2 separate regions of the Rattus norvegicus genome follow, and region 2 is linked to region 1. A link is a contact called in public Hi-C data. All regions are on one chromosome and are shown on one strand. Each heading gives the region's core, a stretch centred on a gene start, on an enhancer-like site or on the middle of the called end of the contact. The rest is flanking DNA. Distances are from core to core; before and after follow the strand shown. Region 1 overlaps Pald1 (phosphatase domain containing, paladin 1). Region 2 has its middle 24 kb from the start of Pald1.

What was found. Hi-C and Micro-C count contacts between places; a contact is called where the count stands out from the background.
Region 2: a Hi-C map of psoas muscle shows a contact between it and region 1, with 2.6 times the contacts expected there. The contact joins two enhancer-like sites. A contact is called at or near these places in 4 of 12 Hi-C or Micro-C datasets (the Rat2 cell line, Schwann cells, hepatocytes and 1 more).

Annotation. Positions count from the first base shown.
Region 1 is chr20:29,831,103-29,837,163 of GRCr8, forward strand. It overlaps Pald1 (phosphatase domain containing, paladin 1), which reads right to left. Exons shown (of 19, transcript NM_001034128.2): 10 at 5,752-5,847; 11 at 5,300-5,428; 12 at 4,759-4,875; 13 at 4,520-4,675; 14 at 4,069-4,251; 15 at 2,965-3,105; 16 at 2,670-2,741. Among named protein-coding and RNA genes, the nearest start is that of Pald1, 15 kb to the right of the region's middle. Within about 2 kb of position 2,954, at least 3 of the 93 cell types and tissues checked have an H3K27ac peak or open chromatin away from gene starts, as enhancers often do.
Region 2 is chr20:29,870,080-29,876,163 of GRCr8, forward strand. It overlaps a transcript of Pald1 not described here. Among named protein-coding and RNA genes, the nearest start is that of Pald1, 24 kb to the left of the region's middle. Within about 2 kb of position 4,787, at least 20 of the 93 cell types and tissues checked have an H3K27ac peak or open chromatin away from gene starts, as enhancers often do.

The sequences.
Region 1 (6,061 bases), core at 1,704-4,203:
ACACGAGATCACAGCTTTTCTGTAGGTCTGACTGCTGAAACTCAGCAGTCTCGTGGGACAAGCACGTGGACTCACCACTCTTAATGTACATGTACGTACAAACGAATCTTAAGAAGCCACATCTACGGGGTTGGGGATTTAGCTCAGTGGTAGAGCGCTTGCCTAGCAAGCGCAAGGCCCTGGGTTCGGTCCCCAGCTCCGAAAAAAAGAAAAAAAAAAAAAAAAAAGAAGCCACATCTATACATCTGTTTTGGTCATTTCATTGACTTCCTGTCCTTAAGAGAACATCATGGGTCTGGGGAGACAGTTCAGGGTGGGGTAGTTGCTGCTGAAGACCTGAGTTCTCTCCCCAGCACCCACATGAAAGACCAGGCAGGGAGCAGTGACAGGAGACCCCTCAGTCAGCCCTAGTCTAGTGGAACCAGAGAGGCCCAGGCAAGGAGACCCTGCCTCAAAAGAGTAAAACAAAATAAAAACAAAAACAAGCAAACAAAACGGGGCAGCTGGACAGTGGTGGCGCACACCTTTAATCCCAACACTCAAAGGGACACAGGCTCGAGGATCTCTGAGTTTGAGGCCAGCCTGGTCTACAGAATAAGTTTCAGGACAGCCAAGGACACACAGAGAGACCATGCCTGGGGGGGGGGGGGGCAACCAGACAAACCAAAAATGGGTGACCAGCACCTGAGGGGGTTACACCCAAAGGTTGATTCTGACCTGCACACCTCAGTGCACACAAAAATACTTTTTTTTTTCTTTTCTTTTTTTTAGGAGCTGGGGACAGAACCCAGGGCCTCAAGCGCTCTACCACTGAGCTAAATCCCCAACCCCCCACAAAAATACTTTTTAAAAGGAGGATGTCAGGTTAAAGAGAGAGCTTAGTTGTGAAAAGCACGTAATTGTGTACTGCTTTTGGAGAGGACCTGAGTTTGGTGCATCAGATGCCTTACAACAGTCCAGTTCCCGGGACTCCAGTGCCCTCTTCTGGCCTCCACAGGCATTGCACTCATAAGGACATAAGCCTCACAGAGACACACAGGTACACATAATTAAAAACAAAATCTTTTGCTGGGCAGAGTAGTAGCAGACAACTTTAATCTTAGTATTCGGGAGGCAAAGGCAGGCAAATCTCTGAGTTCAAGGCCAGCCTGGTCTACAGAGTGAATTACAGGACAGTGAGAACTACAAAGAGAAATACTGTGTGTGTGTGGGGGGGGGGGGGGGTTTAAAACAGTGAGTATCAAGTACTAAACCTATGAGCTGTCACTTCTGTCTGTCACGGTCACAGTTTAGTGAAACCATAAGGGAGCTCTCAGTCTTCTACATTAACCGTGGGTCTGGGAGAGCCAGGCTCCTACAACAGAAGGAAGACATGGTGCTGACAAGGAGAACCAGGGAGACAACAGGAGAACCGGGGAGAGCCAGAGACAATGGGAGAGCCAGAGAGATCATGCTAGTAAACCACCGACAGGTTTGAAATGCTCAGCACATATTAAAAGCCTAGGCGAGGTTCCTTACAAAGATTCGTCTTACTCCTTATTTTGTTACTGTTGGACAAGCATTTTACTGACCCAGCTATCTCACTGCCCCACTCACCCCCAGCTTTTTTGAGACATCTTATATGCCCCAGGCAGTCCTCCAACTCCCTAGGTAGTAGAGAATGACCTTGAACTCCATCCTCCTGCCTCTCCCACCCAAACAGTGGATCTCAGGTTTGAGCCACCATTCCTACTCAGGGTGCTCAATGCTGGGCTTGAGCCCAGGGCTCTGTGTGTGTGCAACAGAACCGAGCCACCCACACGCCTCTGCCTTGTTTTTTTCTTCTTATCCATTACAGCGGTAGGGATCCCGTCCAGGGCCTTAAACATACCAGGCAAACACTCCCCCACTGGGCTACACTCATTCATTTATTTATTTGAAACAAGATTCACTGTGTAGCCCTCTCTGGCCTGAAAGTTACAATGTAGATCAGGCTGGCCTAGAATTTGATTTCTGTTAGCATATTTCCATCATGCTAAATAAAGAAAAAGAAGGGTGATCATCAACCATAAAAGGAAAAAGGGGCGTGGAAAGAGGAGCGTGTCTAGGGACCCAGAGGCCCCGCGTGATTGGCAGCCTTGACCTCTCAGTCAGCAAACAGGAGTGCCAGGAGGGCAAGTGGCAAGCATGTGGCACAGGTGACCAGAAACTGTGAAGACAGCCACTGCTCAGCTAAAGGCCACATGTGCAGAGGTGTCACGGGTCTGAGATGTCACATGATGGGTGGCAGGTACAGGAGACAGAGGACTGGATCTGAATGTTAATGGCCTGCCCAGATAGAGCCCCTGGGCTTAAGCAGGGGGACCGGCAGATCAGAGTAGCTTGCAGGACTCCATAGAGCACCAACCACGGCTGAGTCTCAAGCCACGATAAGGTGGTTATCATCGATACTGAGATAATCCAGTCTGGTAGGAAAGGGTCCAGACCCCATCTACTATGGCAGAGGCTCAAGAGTCAAGCTGTTTTGAGCCACAGTTTACCCACCCGGGAAGCAGACAGCCAGCCCTACCCCATCAAGCTGCCATCAGGATCCAAGAATTCTGATCTGCCCAGCATTCCCAGGGCACCAGCGGGGTGAGGGGGTTTGGGGGTAGGAAGGCCAGGGGAGGGGAGGGAGGAGGTGTACCCACCTGAAATTCGCCCTTGGTGAACTTGGCGTCAGGCACACTCACTAGCTCCTCCTCGCCCACCTCGGGGCAGCCCTGAGGGATGACAGAACTGAGATGGAACTTTTCCCTATTCTACTTCCTCCCCCACACTCCCACACCCCCACACCCAGAACCCCCACTGAGGGTTGGCCAAGATGGATGGAAAAGGATCTCCTCAATGACATCAGACATGACCTCTGCCCCTCTACACTCACCATAGCCAGTACCCACCCCTGCCGGGAATGACCTCTGACCTCATGCAGAAGGCCACACCTACCCTGATGTGCCAGCAGGCCAGCACGGCCACCACCATGGCAGTTGTGGTCCGACCCTGGCCACTGAGGCAGCTGAAGACCACGCCTGTGCCTGGGTCCTTCGTGAGGGCAGCTTGCAGGGCCTCAAGCAGCCGGTCAAAGTCCTGGGGTGATGAGACCACAGTCTGAATCCAGGAGTGCCACTGGCTGATCAAACTCACAGTGGGGACCAAATGGCAACCCCAGATTTCTGTCCCCTCATGCCTCATCGTGTACACGACCTAGTTCATGCGCGTGCACAGTTCACTAGATTACGTACAAGACCATGCATGTGCGAACAGCCGTGTTCTTGTGTACACCCATAACTGTCTCTATCCCAGGCACCCAGGATCAGTCATATAAGCAGATACCACACACTTCTGGGACTCGGTATGCCAACCTTCATGCACATCTAAGTTTTCCAGTCTGGGGCTGTGTCCTTGCCTGAACAGCCACCAGGGGGCAGCACTCCACTGGCTATGAGCCCACAGAGAGCCATGCAAAAGGCACCAGCCCTGACAACTATGGTAGTGACCAAGTCACAGATACCAAGCACACACAGCCCACAGATACACCAGCAAGACCCCAAAAGTCAAACCACACAGACGGCTGTGAATATACAGCTGTCACAGACCTACAAGGGCCGCATGAACACCCCCTCAATCACACAGGGTTTTCTCCATGCTCACCCCTGGCTCTGTGGATGTAACATTTACACGTAGCCCACGAACACAAGACAGATGCCATGAACCCCAATGGGAACTACACCCACATCACCATGGCACTGTGCATCATATGTTTCTCCAACAACCATATGAGCACACGCCCTCCCCGGTGACATATGGTGCACATGCAACATATGACACACAGACTGGCCCCACAACCCAAGCCTATGAAGATAGAATACACATGACCAGGCCTGTGCTCGTGCACATAAGCACACATACATAGAAGGGATGGGAAAGTGCTTCCGAGGCCTCATATGAACCCCATTAGACAATCCCCTTGCCCCGTTATGGAGCTGAGCGGCTTTTCCCAGGCCAGAGAAGAGAAAGAGAGATCTGGTGCCCAGAGACCTGGCCCCTCACCTCCTCCCGAGGGGCGCAGAAGTCTGGCACAGGAATGCGGCAGTAGGTAAGGCCAAGGCAGGCCCCCTGGTGCTGGCTGAAGACCTCTTGTGTGGTCAGGCACTTCTGGAACCTGGGGGTGGTAGGGCTCTTGGTGTTGGGGACAGGAGCACTCAGGTAGGCTTTCAGCTGGGCCTCCAAATCCTAGGTAAGAGCAGGACAGAGGGCAGAGGCCATTGAAACAGGACTGAGAGACAGGAGCCTGGCACAGCCCCAGCCTCAGGTCAGAATCACACCCCAGAGGCAGAAAAGCCACAGGAGTATGGGGACATGGGGACAGTCATGCCCTCCTAAGCCTCAGCGCCTCCTCCATCCATACGACAGGAACACAGGGCCTTCTGGATCTCTCCCTTGGCTTCCTTCACCCCTAAGTGCCTCCCATGCAGACCATGCAAAAGGCCGGAGACCTTACCTCCAGCTGCTTGGGGGCCAGGGTTGGTCCGGGGAGCCACAGGCTGTGTGTGTGACCGTCACAGTCCAGCACAACCTCCTCCCTCAGGTTGATCCAGACCACCTGCCGTAGCTTCCTCTTGGCATCAGACAGGTAGGCCAGGATGTTGCCTAGGGCCTGGGGGGGACGAGGGGCCGTCAGGGTCAGGGCTCTCCTTTCCCTACCCCCAACGTTTGAACTCCGGGCCTGAGAGCGGGCACCTTGGCGCTGGGCTGGGCGGTGCCATAGATAGGCATCCGAGGCACACGCCGGAAGTTGGCTACATCCATTTCTCTGACAGTGCTGAGCGCATCCAGGGAAACAAGATCATCTGCTTCCTGTAGGGAGGAGGACACCATATCTAAAGCCTATGATCACCCGTCATATACGGTGATGGGGATCTTAACCCATCGGGTCTCCGTGGGAAGGGTGGGGTTAGGGTGGGGAGAAACGGTGTCCTGCTGGGTATAGGGCATACAAGGCACACACTTCAGCCTTATCGATGCTCTGGCAAGGATGTGGTGCACACCCTCCAGAGAGGGTGCTCAGATGTCCTACTGTCTAGTCTGACTCTGTGGCAAAACTCTGGGCTTTGAGACTGAGGAGAAGGTACCAGGACAGCAGCCAGAGCACAGCATATCCCGCTCACACGAGAAGTCTGCCGCCCCCCTGACAATACTTCCCCAGCCCTGTGGGAATCTAGAACTCCGTGGGGCCAGGGGCCAACCAACCCAGCCACTCCACAAATGCCCAGCTACTCACCAGGGAGCCCTGGGCGATGAGGTCCCCAGGGACCAAAGGCCCCACTGAATTCAGCACCACCGGCAGACGGTACAGCTCAGGATGCGTACACAGCCATCGACTGAAACTGAGGGCAAAGGCCAGGGGGTACTGCAGCCCGAGGCCAAGAGAGACGGGGCATTGAGGAGTGTGGGCCCATTCTGAGCCCTCCCTGCCTAGCCCCAAAAGGTATCATTGTGACCCAGGGGAGAATGGGTGGGAGAGGGAGGAACAGGATGTATTCTGCCCCAACCAAGATACAAAGCCTAGGTCTGGGTTGGGAGGGGAGAGGGGAAACGGGAGGCGGGGCAGAAACAACACTCACCTAGACCTGTTCTTGGCCCTCCCAACCTCTCTCAGGGACTAACACACACAATCTCACTCTATTCCCTGTTCCATGGGGTCCCTGTGGCTGGGGTAAGAGGGGTCCCCACCTGCTCATGCAGATAGTAGTTAAACAGGATCAGATAGAAGTACAGCTCCAGGCTCCACAGCGCCCTCTGTTGGACAGAATGCTGACTACCACATTCCTGAGGACAGGGCAGGGAAAGGGAGAAAGAAACAGGGTGTTAAACATGGCATGCCCCAAGCCTTTTCTAGAAGCATAGAGAGCTCCAGAAGTCACTCTCTCTAGCTCTGAAACAGTTCTGCCAGTCTGAAGTCCTTCCATGTGTCTATCCCACTTGCTCATGCATAATATGGAACCCTGTGGTGACCACAGTGGGCTTGAGTGGCCCTAGTGCA
Region 2 (6,084 bases), core at 3,537-6,036, 41 kb after region 1:
TGGTAGTGACATCTATGCCAGCAGGGCCCCTTCCTACAGAGGTGCAGGCAGGCCCAGCCCTCCACCCACACACATGCCAGAGAGCATTCCTGCACTGTGGATGCCCCAACCAAGCACTCCTAGAAGAGCTGGCTAAGCAGTTTCTGGGGTTTCCAGAAAACCTCCCGCACCTGCTCCTCCTCCCTGCAGACCCCACACCTGCTCCTCCTCCCCACAGATCCCACACCTGCTCCTCCTCCCCACAGACCCCACAGCTGCTCCTCCTCCCCACAGACCCCACAGCTGCTCCTCCTCCCCACAGACCTCACACCTGCTCCTCCTCCCCACAGACCCCACACCTGCTCCTCCTCCTCCTCCTCACAGACCCCACACCTGCTCTTCCTCCTTGCAGACCACAAGGCTCTTCCGTATACCCAACTAGTTGCCCTCTGCAGAGCTGTATTCCTTCTAGTAATACTTCACAGACAAAGGGCAGGCAGGGTTCACCACCAAGCAGTGTTTACAGGCTTCTATTCTAATATTCTTTTTTTTTCTTTTTTTCGGAGCTGGGGACCGAACCCAGGGCCTTGCGCTCGCTAGGCAAGCACTCTACCGCTGAGCTAAATCCCCAATCCCTATTCTAATATTCTAATGCTCAGTCAGGCTTGAAACAAGCACCTTTACCCCTGTGCCATCTCGATTATCACCAAAAAATAATAATAACACACACACATACACACACACACACATATATACACACACAAACATACACACATACACACACATATACACACACATATATACACAAACATACACACATACACACAATACATACACACAAGCATACAAACATATACATACACATAAACATACACACATACACACATATATACAAACATACACACAATACATACACACAAGCATACAAACATATACATACACATAAACATACACACATACACACATATATACATACACACATACACACAAACATATACATACACATAAACATACACAGATACACATACACACATACAAACACATACACACATACACACACACATACACACACATACACACAAACATATACATACACATAAACATACACACATACACATACACACATACAAACACATACACACATACACACACATACACACATACACACACACACCACACATACATACACACACATACACACAAACATACATACACACACACACACACACACACACACACACACACACACACACTTGGCTGGCATGGTAGCAAATGCCTATAATCCCAGGACTTGGAAGAATGAGACAGGAGGATTGCCCAGGCAGGAACAGTCAGTCTGGGCAGCTATTGAGTTCCAAGCTGGAACTAGTAAGTGAGACTCTGCCTCAAAAACACAAACAAACAAACAAAACAAAAACAAATGAACAAGACAAAAACAAACAGACGAAACAGAGGCTAGAGGGATAGCTCAAATGGTAAAGTGGTTGGCCCGTAGGCATGAGGGCCTGAGTTTGAATCCCCAGAACCACGCAAAAGCCAGACAGAGCAATGTGTATCTGTAATTCCAGCCCTCCTGAGAGGAGGGCACCTGCTACTCAACAAAGAGACCCTGCCTCAAACAGAGCAGAATCCAAAGACCAACAACACCCATGGTTTTCCTCTGATTCTCATTCTCTCTGTCTCTGTCTCTGTCTCTGTCTCTGTCTCTCTCTCTCTCTCGCACACGCACACGCACACACTCGATGTGATGTGAGCGGGGTGGAGACTACAGATATAAACACAAAAGGCAAGAACAGAGAGAGAGAGCTCACCAGTAAAGCTCTTTCCTTACAAGCACGGGAACTGAGTTGGAGCCTCAGAAGCCAGGTAAAAAGCGGAGCTTGGTGGTGTGTGGTGTTTACCCCTAGATTCCTGGGGCTCACTGACCAGTCACCTGTCTTGGGAAACTCCATGCATGCCTTTAATCCCAGCACTAGAGAGACAGAGGCAGGTGGATCTCTGTGAGTTTGAGGTCAGTGTGGTCTACAAAGGGAGTCCAAGACAGCCACAGCTGAAACACTGTCTCGAAAAACAAAAACAACAGAAATACCAAGGTGGGTGCAGCCTGGGGAAGAACACCCCAAGAACAGCATCCGAGGTTACTTCCTGAACTCGACATGCGTGCCCCTGTACAGTGACACATGCGTGTGTGCGTGTATGTGTGCTGGCCGGCAGAGAAAAACGATTCACTCATTCTACAGTGCAGGTGGCAAACAACCAGACCACACCCAAGCTGAAGCCCATCAGAGCCCACCGAGGCGAGGTCTGATTTACACTTCTCTACAGCCCAGGAACTGATGTCCCGAGATAGCCCTCTGCCATGGATGCTTGTTTACTGACAAGCCGTGGGGGAGTCAGGCTGAGCCACACACACAGGAAGTTGCAAAGACCCAGGAGCCCCTGCTCCCGACCCCATGGGTACCAGGACAGGCACAGAACCTGGAAGGCAGAGCAAGCCAAGGCTAGCCCGTATAGCCCAACCATGGCTGGTTTGAAGGTCTTCCAGGTCCCACCACCAGAGCAAGGCACTGGTGGGGGACCAACCCTGGGAAGGAGGCAGAACGGTCCAAGGGCTCTGCTACTACGAGTGTTAATTTAAGAGCTACTTAGTGACCAGCAGAACTGAGTTAACTCAGTTGTGGGGGAGCGGAGACTCTAAGTCCAGGGAAAGGAAAAATAGAGGAAATTCCCCTCGGCGCTTTCCAAAGAGAATCTTCCAAAACACCCGGTGTCCCTGTCCTCTACTGAGGAAGGGAAGCGGAGGCAGGTGGGGGGGCGGGGTGAACAGAACACGAGTCGCAGGCCACTTCAGGACACTCACCATTCTGCCTCTAGAGACCCATTTCTCCAAGACTCCAGGCCATCCATTCCCCAGTCCTCTCTTCTTTAGGAACTGCTGGAAGCCCAGAGTCTCTCCAGTGGCCTACCCAGTTCCCAAAGGCCACAGGCACACAGGGAGCCCAGACACCACATGTCTGCTGCAGAGTTGCCCTAGCTCCAGGCCAGACTGGACGCTTGTGCCACAGAAAAGTCCACAGGAAACATATAAAGATCTGGGGCTACCCCACCTCTGCCCCACCAGCCCCTGTGCTGGGATAAATCACCTAACCTTTGCCAAGCCTACTTAAGTCCTCCAGCTCCAACCCCAGGCAGCACACGGGGGAGTGCAGCGTAATTCATGGTTGTGTCTTGCTTGCTTCCTATCTGATGTGTGTGCACATCGGTGTGTGTGCACGTGAGTGTATATACATGCATGGCCAGGCGTGGAGGCTGGAGGTTGACACCAGTGTCTTCCTGAATCACTTCCTATTTGTGTTTTTTTTTTGGGAGACTGTGTCTCGCTAAACCTGGTTCTCATTCTGACCAGGGAGCCTCAGAATTCTCGGCTCCTTCTCCCCAGCACTACGCAAGACTGTGTCAGCTCTTTGGTGGGTTTTTTTTTAACTTATTTATTTATTATGTATACATCATACAGCTTTCTGTCTGCATATGTGCCTGAAGGCCAGAAGATGACCCCAGATCTCATTACAGATGGTTGTGAGCCACCATGTGGTTGCTGGGAATTGAACTCAGGACCTTTGGAAGAGCAGTCAGTGCTCTTAACCGCTGAGCCATCTCTCCAGCCCCTCTTTGGTGGGTTTTAGTGATGGAACTCACGCATGTGCTTGCATGAGACCCAACTTTACCAACTGAGCCACATATCTGACTGCTGCAGCCTCTGTGCTTTGGATGGAACCCGCACAGAAGAACCCAAATCAAAATGCCATTGGGTCCTCGTCCCCATTCAACATAACACAATCACTAGAATGAAATCCTAAAGATGGCTGTGGCACCCACTGTCTCCCTAGAACATCCTGTGAGCTAGACAGTCCCCAGCCATCTCCATACACACTGGCCTTTCGTTCTTGGACACTCTTACAGGGGAATCCTTCTCCCTACCCTGTTACATAGGAAAATAAGGCACAGAGATGTTAAGGAGGGTCACAGAGCTAGGACAGGAATACAGATCTGAGGGTCTGCTACAGTAGCCGAACAGGGGTGGAGCGGTCAGGACACGCCATGGGGGAAGCTCTCCTCCAACAAGGATGCTGCTCACTTTTTCTTTACCAAGTCCCAGACAAAGGCCTGACTGGACAATGTCGCCAAGCCAGCTGCAGTCAAGACCCTGCAGCTAGCTCCCAGGTCCCAGGCCCATCCCCATGCCATGCTGGCCACAGGAAATATGCAAAGCCTGTCTCCAAATGCCTTGCTGTGGGAGAGGCAGGGAGAGGCAGCGCTGCCCACCGGGAGGCCAGAGCCATGATTTGGGGCTATTCTTAGCGAACCACTGGCTCCCCTCCCAGAGGCCCAGCAGGCAGAAAGCCCAAGCTTCCACACGCCCTGCCTGCCACTTCCTGACCCTTTCAGAGGACCCCAGGACAAGGAGGGGCTCCGGGCAGAGAGAGAGAGGACAGAGGGGGCTGTCACTCCCAACAAAGAGATGTATGGTGTCTACATGTTCCGATTTGCCCAGGATCCCAGCCAAACACCTGGCTGCCAAAGAGACTCCGGGCCGTCCTGGTCGCAGCCCTGCGGACTGTTGGAAAGTCACTAACTTGATATGAACTGTCTTCCATTTAACCCTCCAGGGAGCTGGGGTTAAGAATGAGGTAACTGCTACAGTGACGACTGTGGAAGGTCACAAGAGCATTTGGTGTCAAGCTGTATCAGGGTCAGGGTTGGCTCCAAAGGTGCCAGGCTGGGCAGAGGCGACATGAGCACAGCCAGAATGTGGGAGACTCTGCTCTGTCCACGCCAGAGGGAGATAGCTCTCATCCCAGATACCTCCCGCTGGTATACAGAGACAAGTACCTAAGGCTCAAGGGCTTAGGGAAGTTCAGCAGGAAACTTCAGAGCCGAGCAGTGTGCGCACAGTGGCACAAAGTGGCATGAGGGTTCACAGAAGTCCTGGGGACACAAAAGGATGGCATCAAAGGCTGAAGAAGCTTCTGCTGGCGCCCCAGGCAGACACTCAGCCCAGTAACAGAGAGGGCAGGAGATTGCATGCCTTCAGACTAAAACAGACCGCCGAGCTCTCTGGGACCCTCTTAATCATCCCCAACATGGACTAGAAATACATTGGGGCTGGGGCTACTGTTGGTAGAGTGTTTGCCAACATCCATGAGGTCTGGGTTCTATCCCCAGTACCCTATAAACTGGGTGTGGTGGAGCGTGCTTGTAACCTTAGTACCCAGGAGGTAGAGACAGGAGCATCGGGAGTCTAAGGCTATCCCTTGGCTACCTAGTAAGTTCAAAGCTAGCCTGGGATACATGAGGAAGGAAGGAAGCCATACCGAGTACCTGTCCCTCCACGCTGAACAAGACGGTGTCTGGCTCAGCTGCGGTAACCACAGCAACATTCACCTGGGACTGTGTCTCAGCATCCACAGCTATCCAGACCCTAGCCTTGACTGGCAGGTGCCTCTAACCAGTATTTGTGCCCCACCCACCAGAGGCGGGGCACAACTGGCTCCACGGCTATCTAGTACTTGAGAACCATGAGACCCGGTGTCAGTTTATATGCATGTCTGTTCTGTGAGTCCACCTGTCTGCCCACTTACACACCTGCCGCCCAAGCGAACTGCAATGCCAGGAACACAAGCCTGTCTATAAGTGTCTGTGGCTGCTCTAGTCCTCTTTCACAGGCTCACAAACACCTGTCCCCTCACATGTCTACCCTCCTGGGATGCCAGCCCACCCGGTTCTGTGCCTGTTCTCAGGTAAATACGTTCAGTTCTTCCCTGTGTCTGCCCACCTGAATATGAGCTCATGCTCCACCCACATGGCGCTCCCTCCTGTGCCTGGTTAGCTCCCACTAGAACAGTGCCCAAAACCTTGGACGGAAGATACACTCCCAACTCCTCCAAAGTATCGGGAACAATAGAGAGAGACGGAGCAGAGTCCCCAATACGACAGAGCCTCAGAGTAGGGTCAGAGTAGCCCCACGCTGTCCACTCCAACACCAGTGACCGGAGCTAAGTGGGCTACCTCAGGCCTGTCTGCCCTCACAGGAAACCGCGTCTGGCC